Linked DNA regions of Mus musculus: regions 2 and 3 are each linked to region 1. The links are chromatin contacts, called in public promoter capture Hi-C maps. All regions are on one chromosome and are shown on one strand. The core of a region is the stretch at or near the end of the contact, and the rest is flanking DNA. Distances in the headings are between cores, read along the strand shown. Region 1 overlaps Nfia (nuclear factor I/A). Region 2 has its middle 87 kb from the start of Gm38709. Region 3 overlaps Nfia (nuclear factor I/A).

The links. Capture Hi-C pulls out chosen DNA fragments and counts their contacts.
Region 2: a promoter capture Hi-C map of adipose tissue shows a contact between it and region 1. The contact joins two enhancer-like sites. A contact is called at or near these places in 2 of 9 other capture datasets (adipose tissue and pancreatic islet).
Region 3: a promoter capture Hi-C map of adipose tissue shows a contact between it and region 1. The contact joins two enhancer-like sites. A contact is called at or near these places in 2 of 484 Hi-C or Micro-C datasets (cerebellar granule neurons and stem cell-derived neural progenitor cells) and 3 of 9 other capture datasets (adipose tissue, liver and pancreatic islet).

The regions. Positions count from the first base shown.
Region 1 is chr4:97,909,355-97,913,271 of GRCm38.p6, forward strand. All of the region lies in intron 2 of Nfia (nuclear factor I/A), which reads left to right. Among named protein-coding and RNA genes, the nearest start is that of Gm40208, 27 kb to the right of the region's middle. Within about 2 kb of position 1,622, at least 110 of the 459 cell types and tissues checked have an H3K27ac peak or open chromatin away from gene starts, as enhancers often do. A contact at or near this core is called in adipose tissue, where this site is marked.
Region 2 is chr4:97,688,225-97,692,141 of GRCm38.p6, forward strand. It overlaps a transcript of Nfia not described here. Among named protein-coding and RNA genes, the nearest start is that of Gm38709, 87 kb to the right of the region's middle. Within about 2 kb of position 2,012, at least 43 of the 459 cell types and tissues checked have an H3K27ac peak or open chromatin away from gene starts, as enhancers often do. A contact at or near this core is called in adipose tissue, where this site is marked.
Region 3 is chr4:98,059,386-98,063,302 of GRCm38.p6, forward strand. Nfia (nuclear factor I/A) reads left to right here. Exons shown (of 11, transcript NM_010905.3): 8 at 3,628-3,806. Among named protein-coding and RNA genes, the nearest start is that of Gm34218, 38 kb to the left of the region's middle. Within about 2 kb of position 1,921, at least 29 of the 459 cell types and tissues checked have an H3K27ac peak or open chromatin away from gene starts, as enhancers often do. A contact at or near this core is called in adipose tissue, where this site is marked.

The DNA.
Region 1 (3,917 bases), core at 372-2,871:
AGACCTCAGCTGTGGAGAGTTAGAGTCCTTTCTGGGCTGTGGAGAGAACTGTTGTCTCTGAAATTTAAAAACAAAAAACAAAAATAAACAAACAAACAAAAACCCCAAACAACCCAAAGCAATTAAAGTCCATGAAGAGGAATTGATTGGAAGATTTTAACCTAAAATAAATATTTGCTATAATAGCATTTTATAATTTTTTATCTACATAGTATCTTTCGGGGAGATTTGTATGGGTGAAGCATGGGCAACTGTAGCAATGTTTTTTAAACATTTTTTCTTGTCTTCAAAAGAAGGTTTGCTTGTTCTCATTTGAGGCTGATGTCATTCTATCTGAGGAAACACAATGGTTCTTTTCTACCAAATATGTATGTTTGTATCTTTGTAAAAGTTTTAGATTTGTGGGTGTGTACAGTCCCCACTGGTATGAGAGATAAAAGTTATTTTAGTGCTTGAGCAATGCTGTGCTAAAAAAAAAATTCTAAAACACATACTCAATGCAACATCCATTTTAATCGTCTTAACAAGTAGACTATATAATTCCAGAAGATTCAGCACAATTCATTAGATAAATGGCTTGCAATTTTAACAGACCACAAACATATATTTACAAATTATTAAAAGTGAAACAAGGTCCTGGTGGTAATTCATGCAATCACATTAACTAATGCATTAATTGGTGATATGATTTGGAGGCGGGTGCTGTATATCAAATGTAGGCACGATCTCTACCACTGAGCCACTCAGCCCCAAACCTTAAGTAATATGTTTCCTGTACCCAGCAAAAGAAATGAAATGTTCCACATCCAAGAAATACGATTAGCAGAGAAAAATCCAACTCTGGCAGGAACTGCTATTTGTGGACTACTTAATGTGGTGTGTGGTATCCCTACAGGAGTATGTGGGGCCGGGCTTCCTAAGCCCAAATCCTGCCTTATGCTATGGGCCATTAGCACCACTTGGGAAGTAACATGTGCCTCAGTAGTTAGCACTTAGGCTGTGTTTTAACAAGTCTCCAGATATGTATTTACATGATAGACTATACTGACACCTTTCAGTGCTATCTGTCAATCATGGTTTAATAACGCTCCTCCATACAGGGTTCGTTTTTATTGTCTCTCTATTTATTTTATATTTTCAGGAATTCATGGTCACCTGACCCCTTGGCAGCCTTCTGAAAGCCCACACAAACCTTGCTTCCCAGGGCTGGAAAGGGTGTTCCAACCCTTGTGAAAGAGAAAAGCAGAAGTAAGGGCAAAGCCAGTTGGAAGGGATCGGCAGAGGCGCCTCCTCTCACGAGATGCTTTCATTACGTGCTTGGCAGCCACCTGCCTCCATCTTTTTATTTTCCTTTTTAGTGAAAGGATTTTACATCAGTAGATATTATTAAAAAGATCTTATTTAACATGCAGACGCATTTTGTGCGCAAGCGACTGACTGCTTGCTCAAGAGTCTAGGAAGGCTTCGTGGGAAGAGCGCAGCAATCTGAGCCATATGTATCGGGCAGGTTGCCAGTTGTTGCCAATATGCCCAAACCACCTGGCCGTGCACTCAGCCAAGTGTGCCACTGTGACCAGCCGGCTCGAACCTCGCCGCCTTTCAGGGCTTAGGAGCTCTGAAGGCCTGAGCTGTACTGTTTTGCCCCGCTGCCAGCGGTTCCCACTCCCACAAACTGTGCAGCTACACTGACCGGTGACTCACAAACGCCCATTTTCAAAGGAGCTCTCCCTTTGTTTAAGGCCCATTCACTGGTGTTGAACCCGTGCCATTAGATGAGCCTGGAGATACTGCCTGGAACCTTCCCCCATATGCGGTAGACAGACACAGCCTGGCTGGCTCTGCTGCTCCCCAGCCTGTAGCGACAGGGTTTGAGATTCGGCTTCGCCAAGATTTGGGTTGGTTTTATTTGCCGCTGGTTTCAATTTTTATTTTGAGTGGTTCTGACTTTTGAATGTTTGGAAACGTTTGTTCATTTGCTTTTCCTCTCTTTGTTTAGCATAGAAATCGGTCGAGTCGTTTCACAATTTATTTATCAAGCGTGGTTTCATAATCTTTGGCAATCTAGGTCAGGCAACAACCAGGGACAGGCAGGATCGGAGCATAGAAACTTGAAGACTGGTTAGTTCTTTTTGCAAGCCATAGTAGAAAAAAAGGTTTACATCAAAGGTCTGCCCTCTGTGAACAGACTGTGAGAATTGTGTACGCACCTGTTTCCCTTTTTACCTTGGCTCCCAAGAAGCTCAGAGATAAATTTAGTTTTTAACTTCAATAGAGGCTTCGGCACGTTTCATGTTCCCATTATGTGTTTTCTTCACATCTGCAGTTTTTGTTTATACGTGTATATGTTTTGTTTATATTTGTAGTTTTTGTAGCTATAACTTGGATAGGTGTATATTTAATGCGATTATGAACCATTTCTTACCTTTTTTTTTCAGAAGGTAGATTAATAAATAAAACTTTGGCCTGCCTAGCGGTGATTGTTATGTTTCAGTGAGCTGTTCTAGGATAAGCAGGTGACTGGAGAGATCTGTGGCAATGCTCCACAACGTGCACACTAGCCTTTGGCCTGGACATGTTATGATCTCCCATTCACTCTGTGGTGTGAAGGTTCACTCAGTCTCTCCGGCCTTCCTCTCTCCAGCTCAGGGGTCACCATAAGCTGGATCCTGAGGAACTGTTTTGGCTCCAGTTTAATCAGTCGGAATGGATATTACTAAGTAAGCTGCCTCGTTCACTCCTTCCTAGAGAGGCGTCAAATGTTCCTGAAGATTTAAAAAATATTATTATAATGCACCTTTTTAATTAAAATTATCAGACACTTCAAGAAATCCATGCTATCGTTGTTGAAGTGTGTTTTGGGAGCCCATTTTTCATTCTATTAATAAGGCCTGTTCAGATAGTAACATTTTGGCCAGTGTCCTGTGACACGCTCAACAAAGGCTGGAGCAAGGTGGAGTCGTACCAGCAAACAAGATGGATAGTTCGTGCTGGGGGGAGTGTCCCTGAGGGTTTTTGCAGCCTGTCAGAGAGGCTGCAGCTGTAACCACCCATCTGTGCAGGCTTGGCTTAGACCACACTACAGTATTGAGTGCTTACCCTGAGGAAGGTGTTCGAAAGAATTCATGGTATCAGTCAAATAATAATGCCCGAATGTGATAGGGCTAATGTGTGTAAAGAAAAGTTCCTGTAGTCCACAAACCCTTTACCTTTTGACAGATATAAAATTCTAAACTCTTTGCAGTATTCATCTTAGTGTTTGTTTTCCTTCATTATAGTGAAAAGGAGTAGCAAACACTCAGCATCTCCATCCATGGCTAGCTCCGAGCGTCTCTGTCCGTGGGTAGCCCCGAGCGTCTCTGTCCGTGGGTAGCCCCGAGCGTCTCTGTCCGTGGGTAGCTCCGAGCGTCTCTGTGCATGGGTAGCCCTGTGTGTCTCTGTGCATGGGTAGCCCTGAGCATCTCTGTCCATGGGTATCCCTGAGTGTCTCTGTCAGTGGATAGTCCTCAGCATCTCTGCCCATGGCTACTGTTCAGGATCTCTGTCCATGGGTAGCCCTCAGTGTCTCTGTCTATGGATGCCTAAAATCTGTCATACCCTAATCTCAGAGGCACATCTTAGAGGTTCTTCCCTGTCCACATGCTGACCCTGCAATTGAATCTTCCTGTCTATTTCTGATCCTAAGTAGTACTGCCTTGATCATTTGAGGATATATTTTTCTTTGAAAAATATTTGTGTGCAACAAGAAGCTCTGTAATGCTGGACAACGAAAGCCTGTTAAGCACTACTAATTTGACATTAATTATTTGAGATTTAAAAGGACATGATAAGAATCTCTTTATAACCAAGAATGCAGATCTCTTCCACAAGTGATGCAAAATCGTCTCTTGTTAAATATAGGGGAAGAAGTAAATATATTT
Region 2 (3,917 bases), core at 762-3,261, 220 kb before region 1:
TGTTTCTTTGGGGGAAGGATCTTGCTTTGTAGCCCTGGTTTTGCTGGAGATCACTGTATATTCGAGGCTTAACTTGAGATTGTCACAATACTTCTGCCTCTGCCTTCCCACCGGAAAATACACTATTTGTTTGTTTGTTTGTTTGTTTACTTACTTACTTACTTTACAGTGATTGAGCCTAACACCTCTCGTATGTCAGGCAAGCACTTTACAATCAAGCCACATCCTCAGAGAGTATAATGGCCATATGAGGTTAGATCAGACTTGGGGGAGAAGGCACTGGGACACAGCTAAAGACTGTCAGAAAACCCACAGTATTCTTTTATCCAATAAGAGTATTGCTGGATATGAGTTGCAAAGTTATAAAGCTTTATGGGAGAGAAAAGGCAATTGATTTCATTTGGATGAATTTTTTCACAGAATGCTTCATTAAAGAGAAGGATTGTATCTTTAGCTTGGCCATGAAAAATGAGCCTTTTTTCTGCTTCTTTTTATATAACATTATACCCATACTGCATGTAGCTCTTGTTTAACTACTATGTGATATTTCATGTTATTAACCATAGCTTTTTTTGTTTTTTGTTTATTTGTTTGTTTGTTTGTTTTGATAGGAGGGCATAACTGAGTAGTCACTATGTTTTCTCCATTAGACTGACTATCCTTCTACATGTTTCATGCTTATTTGAGCTCTTTCTCAGCACTAACAGTCACAAGTGGAATTACTGGCACATATCCCTTGCCAAATGGTCCTGCTAAAGACTACACGGAGATAAATATCAGCAATCACAGAAACACACGCGCGCGCGTGTGTGTGTGTGTGTGTGTGTGTGTGTGTGTGTGTGTGTGTGTACATTAAAGGCTCCATTGGAGTTATTATATGCTGGCTTTACCTGATATTTACTTCCAGGACTGAGGAAGACGTTTGCTTAACACAGGTGATCTTCCAGAACTCAGTGGTGACTACTGGAGTCCTAGCCAATGCTTTCTGTACTTTTCTGAATGTACATAATTAATCCTGTTTATGCAACAAGGCCCATCACAATAAGAAAATTACTCCCTGGAAGTTTGGCTAATGGAGGACATCAGCATAAAGAGAGAGATCATCAAAGATAGCTGGCTCCTGCAACAGCCTGCAGTAGTGTGAACTGTTGGCTGCCTGGGTGGGAAGAATAGGAGATGGGTGAAAAACCTGGTATCTAACTAGGATCTGAAGCAAATGGGGAGCCACTGGTGCCCGTGTGTGTCTTCTGTCCTCTCCCATCTGTCTGAACACCACAAAGCACACTGGCCATGGCCCTCTGACCCCTTTCCTCTTCCTCCCACACCTTCTTAATGTTTTCAAAGAGCCAGAGTTCTGAGCCAAGGAGCCAAGGAAGTCAGGAGGTCAGGGCTGCAGTCCTCCATGATGACTCACCCCCAAGCTGCCGACATGAAAAAGACATAGTCTCATACCCAGGTGTGAGAACTGGAAGAGTTCTGAGCCAGCCCTGCCCAAAGCTCCATGAGAGTTCAAACAATCCCCAGAGCCAGCAAGAAGAAAATTGTCTCATAAAATTTCCCATTGATTTTAGTTGGATCCTTATAAATCCCATGGGGCCAGATTGCTTTTAGCATGATTAATATCCTGCCTTCCCTAGCCACGTCTATATTCTGTCTCTTCTCTCCACCAGTCTCTAACACTTGTGCATACCCACACACCAAGCTCACACACTGTCACACACCCAGTCTTCAGCCCCGTGTGCAGGAACACGTGCACAAAGAGACATCTTAAATAGGGCTGTTTCCCTCATCAGGAAACTTGGGGTTTGTTTCCTTTTGTAATGTGTTTTTCACACTTATCTCAAACTGGCCAGCCTCTGCTTCATGACCAGATTTTTCCCTTGAAAACATCCCAAGTTCACATAACCCAGAGCACAGACCTCCATCAATCACAAGCCCGCTGATTGGTGGGTCAGCACTGTGAACCAAAGCAAAGCTACTCAACAGCTTGTTCTCTGCACAGCTGGGGCTTCCCAGGGTTCCCAAGCCAGCAAGAGGACACCTCAGTGAGTGCCCAGCCTGCACAGCTGTGCAGTGGTGGAGCTTCGGCTCTTCGTGAATACAAAGGAGTATGCATGGAGCTCCTTTGTTCAAAGGAACACAGGAGTCAGAGGAGGCAGCTTCCCCACTCAGGGCAAAGTCCAGGTGAACTTGCAACAGAAATAGCCTTTACCAAAGACCATTTTAGTGGGGAAATCAGTGTGTGATAGGGTGAGACAAGTCCCATCAGTGTGTGTCGCAGGCACATGGCCTATTAGCATTCCACTGCCATTTACTCTCATACTGTTGCCTCTCCAGCTGCCTGCAGCTTCGAGACACTTCATCAGATCGCCGTCTCCTTGGTATCCAAAAAACTTACCAAACAAAGGCAAACTTTAGACAGAGAAGCTGTTCCAGGATGGCAAGCAGCACAGTGGAGGGTCATGTATCTCGCCGCCCTCGAGGATGGTTGTGACTTGTGCCATGCCTCTGCCTGTCACAAAGAGAGCAAAGATCATCACACAGGCCCCAGATCTCTACATTGTCCCTCACTCCTGTGTGGAGAGCCTCAGAGTCTGAAAGTGCAAACTCAGCCTCCATTTCCTCACAGCTCCTGGCACAAGCTTTACCACACAGGGTAAATGCCCTATGAGGTGGCTTTTATGGGGAGCTATGGGCCTGGTCTGAAGATATCTGCTCTGTATCAAAGATAACCATCTTTTGAGAGAAGAACCACTACAGGGTCCTGTCCCAACCCCTGCAGCTCCAATCCAAACATAGAGAAACTGTAGCCCTACATCACCAGGCATGGCAACCTTCCCTAGTATCAGTTGTGCCCTAAATAAATGCCGTGAGCACATATTAATCTGCTGTCTCTTTGGCACAGGGAAGTGGTTGCAAGTAGAGACCCTAGGCATTACATTTGCAGGTTACCTCTACTCAATGAGCCACTTTGGGGCTAGGTCTATGAATAGTCTGTGTACTTCATTGGGGTAGTTGTGAAATGAGGTGACCTGTTGCACACATATCTGTTTGGAATGGTAGCTGGCATGTTTGTGTAACAGTGAGTGTGCACCATGTGGCACACACTGCTCTAATTGCTAGCATGGCCAGAGGAAACACAAAGAGCAACCACAAAGTCTATATCTTCCTGGAGCTCCCAGTTTGGTGGTGCTTCATCCTAAACAAGTGTGAGGGGCCTCTAGAACTGTGTCATCTGGGTGCCTTCTATCACTTATTGGCTAAGATAAAATGCATTTTTACGACTTCTGTGGCATTATCCTTGGTCTACCCGTGGGTTGTATCTCCAAGACTGGCAAAGGTCCAGGCCCACAATGGGCATTCAGTAGCCAGCTTCTCAGTTGCCAAAGAGCAGATAAATCTACATTTGTAATGTGGCCACATCCCTGTCAGTACACAGGTCACACCAAGCATCATGCTCTAAGCTCTGGTGTAAGGGCTTACATATTCAAACTCCATCGTCAAAGCACACCCTTGCCCAGAACCTCTATCCCTAACCACTTGCCCAGATTTTGAGCTTATCTTCCCAAGGCATCCTACCGCAGTCAAAGAACAGAGATGTAATTCCAAAACTGCACTGGATCCTCTTAAATCACCGAAGTGAGTGCAGCCATGTGTAGCTCGCCCACTTGGCCACATTTCCACTGCAAACTCCCCCAAGCCACCACCAATACAAAGAAAACATCCAGTCAACCACCCTAGGTGGCAGGTGTGATCTACAAACCTGTCACTTCTCCGATGAAACACATACACACAAACACACAGACACATGCGCTTGGCAACCCAACGCTTCCCTCCTTGTCGGACCCTGGGTAGAATTTCTCATTTGCCTCTCCAGACCCACACTCTTCCTCCCTCATCCCTGCCCTGATCAGTAC
Region 3 (3,917 bases), core at 671-3,170, 150 kb after region 1:
GTCCTCAGTGTCCAGTAGAAGAAGAAGATTATCCAGAGAAACACCAGGGATGAAATGGTAACCAACAGATCTTTGTGATGTCTATAACAGGTTCTCTCTGAGGAAATTAAAGGTCATGATCTAGAATCATCTGCTTCCGTCTCTACAGTGACTTTCTTTCCCAAGCAAGAGAAAAGATGCTTGAAGAAGACAGCCCTACAAATGCAGACTCAGCAGATGTCTGATTTAGAATCTCAGGCTAGATGACTTCCTGGAATTAACTAAGAATTAATTGATCCTAATCAATCGGCCATTATAGAATTAATTCTATAAAGTACCATATAGTCTTTGGTCTGCAATGAGTTTGACACCATAAGGAAGAGATGAATACACTGCTGTTACTAAAACGTAATAAAGAAATGAAAGTCTACACTTTGTTCTTCCTTCTTCTTGAGTTTCATGTGTTTTGCAAGTTGTATCTTGGGTATTCTAAGTTTCTGGGCTAAAATCCACTTAGAAGAGCAAAGTGTGAACAATTTGCCCCTTCTTAGAATTGGGAACAAAACACCCATGGAAGGAGTTACAGAGACAAAGTTTGGAGCTGAGACGAAAGGATGAACCATCCAGACACTGCCCCACCCGGGGTCCATCCCATAATCAGCCACCAAATGCAGACACTATTGCATACGCCAGCAAGATTTTGCTGAAGGGATCCTGTCTCATGTGAGGCTATGCCAGTGCCTGGCAAACACAGAAGTGGATGCTCACAGTCAACTATTGGATGGAACACAGGGCTCCCAATGGAGGAGCTAGAGAAAGTACCCAAGGAGCTGAAGGGGTCTGCAACCCTATAGGTGGAACAACAATATGAACTAACCAGTACCTCCAGAGCTCGTATCTCTAGGTGCATATGTAGCAGAAGATGGCCTAGTCGGCCATCATTGGGAAGAGAGGCCCCTAGGTCTTGCAAACTTTATATGCCTCAGTACAGGGGAAACACCAGGGCCAAGAAGTGAGAGTGGGTGGGTAGGGGATCAGGGGAGAGGGGGGAGGGTATAGGGGACTTTCGGGATAGCATTTGAAATGTAAATGAAGTAAATACCTAATAAAAAATTGGAGGAAAAAATGAAAGTCTAAATTTACACTGCTAATCATTTTCTTTTACATCTTTAATAAAATAAGTTCAATGGTATTTATTAACAACTAATGGAGAGAGCGCATGGTACGGGTGAATTATTTCTTCTGTCATGTTTCTTTAACTTTTATCTACTTATTCTTTGCTCAAACCTGTGTTTTTCCTTGGGCAGCATACTCTTTGATGGCTACCACTATTTCTTATCTAAAAGCCATTTATCACTTTCTGGGAGGCCATGAGGCAAAGCCACTTGATCCTCAAGGTCATTCTCAGGGGACTCTGGACAGTGGAGTGGTCACCTTTGTGTTTGAGGTGCTGCAACAGTTGAGTCTAAAATTTTGTTCAGCTCAGTGCATTCCTATTCTTGTTTGAGAAATACCACCTACCTACAATGCTAACTAGAAATGATTCTGTCAGAAACAGGTCTCTCTGGTCAGCGTTTCTTGCTACCAGTGAAAACAACTGAATCTGTGCTGGAAGAAAGAAAAAAAAAGATTCCTTTCATTCTTTAAATCCAGCAGCACAATTTGTAGGGGAAGAGCAAACCAGGAGCTTTTAACTCTTTAGCTTCTGAGTTTTCACTCAGATACCATAATGGATTCTAAACATGTATCTCATTCTATGCAGTCTTAACTTAGAACCAATTTTTCACCATGCTCTCTGGCTCTTCATCAGGGGGCAAAAACATATTTTTGTCCTTGGAAAGTTTTATGCTTGTTTTTTCTTAATTTTTAAACTCCTTTACTCAGCCATTTATTGTGCAATCACCAAATATATCTCAAGTGTCAGGCTCCGTTCTGAGTCTATCACAGTGAGTGTGACTAAGTGGATAGGAATCTGCTCTACCAAGACAAGATTGTGTAGAAGAGTAAGTGAAGAGTCTAGAAAATTCTGATTTCAGTCATTGTTTGTGATGTCCTCAGTTGAATGACTAAGGGTAAAACTTTACCTAGGTTATCCCAACTTGGTTTCTTCAACCCAGAGTGGAAGCCTGTGAATTTTTTTTCTTTCTTTTTTTTTTTCTTTTTCAAGACAGAGTTTCTCTGTGTAGCCCTGGCTGTCCTGGAACTAACTCTGTAGACCAGGCTGGCCTTGAACTCAGAAATCCGCCTGCCTCTGCCTCCCTAGTGCTGGGATTAAAGGCATGCGCCACCACTGCCCGCGAGCCTGTGAATTTTTATTAAATGAATTCAAGTGGCCTGAAAGCAATGGTTCTGCCTAATTATCTGCAAGACCTGGGTTGGAGTCCTGCTTCTGCTCCAGCCTGCATTTTTACTCTAGGATCTACGAGGATTGCTCAACAATTGTCCACAAAACCATAGACCCTTACGCTATTAGTTAAAAAAATACTGTAATCCTAAGGAGGCCCCCATATCAGTAGGCATCTCAATCATTCCAATGGGATGGTGAGAGAAAGGCAGAGAGAACAGACTGAACTTTGGCTTCTCTTCCATGTTATGCATCACTCTTGGTATTCAGAAAGATAGAGTCCCTAAAACTGTGGACATGTCTAGGTTTTTCCGTGTAGGAGCTCCTGCAGCGTAAAGATTTAAATTACAAAAGGAGGGAAGGGAAAACCATATGGATCCCTGTCTGGAGTCTTTTCTGCCCTGACTTGACTTGGGATGAGTGTTGTCAGTCCTTCACGTGCGGCCATTAGCCTCTGGCGGGTCTTGGCTGTCGTCCTTCCAATTCAAGAACAAAAGCATTCCTGGAAAAAAAATTATTATGCATCTCACATAAGCTTTTTTTATCTAATGTAATCTTGTATAAATGATAATTATCAGGGTTCAAGTATAAAGGAGTCGTCGTCGTCGTCTGACTCTGTTATCAGATTTATGGAGAGAAGCAGCCTCTCACAACATCCCTGCCTGCTCAGCCTGTGGCTGCCTTGGCTTTGAAAGGGCAACAGAGAAAAATGCAACCTGAACCTTCCACTGTAAAGTACAGCATCCAAATTGCATGGGTTCATTAAGTGATCATTTACTACGGACTTCAGAAAAAAAAAAAAAAAAGCTCTAGTCCTGAATTAGTCCCTAGAAATTTCCTTGAAAGGAGTATAAGAGCTTTAACAATGAATTATTATCTATGGAGAGCTCAGCATGAAAGGGGATCCATATGTGCAAAGTAGAATTTGTCAAATGTAATGTCGGTTAAATCAGGTCTAATCTACCAAATACATTTTTTATTGCTTGCTTCATTAAAAAGGCTCTTAAGGTAATGAATAATCTTCATCTTCAACAAGGATTATTAATGCCTTTATAACTCACGTCCACTGAACATGGAGAGGCAACTTGAAATTCTATCCTCCTCTAACCTACATGTTTGTCTTAGCGCCTTAAAGGAACAAATCCATCAGAACTGCGCAGTGTGCGACATCCTGTCGCATGAGCAGCACCGTGAACTGGGCCAGCGGAAGAAGTGAACAGAGGAAACTGATGGGCTCAGCTGTGGCAAACCAGGTCTTTTTCTCCAAACCCCTGACGGTTGCTGTTTTCTTTTGTTTCTTGCAGCAAGTCCACATGCGACGCCATCGACTCTCCACTTTCCAACGTCACCCATCATCCAGCAGCCTGGGCCTTACTTCTCACACCCAGCCATCCGTTACCACCCTCAGGAGACGCTGAAAGAGTTTGTCCAACTTGTCTGTCCTGATGCTGGTCAGCAAGCTGGACAGGTGGGGTTCCTCAATGTAAGGAAACCAATTTTTTTCTTCCTATTTCTTTAGAAATGCTAAGCAAGTGTGAAAATAACAAGAAGACACTTTATGATCATGTGACTTTGGGTTGTAATGTCCATGCTG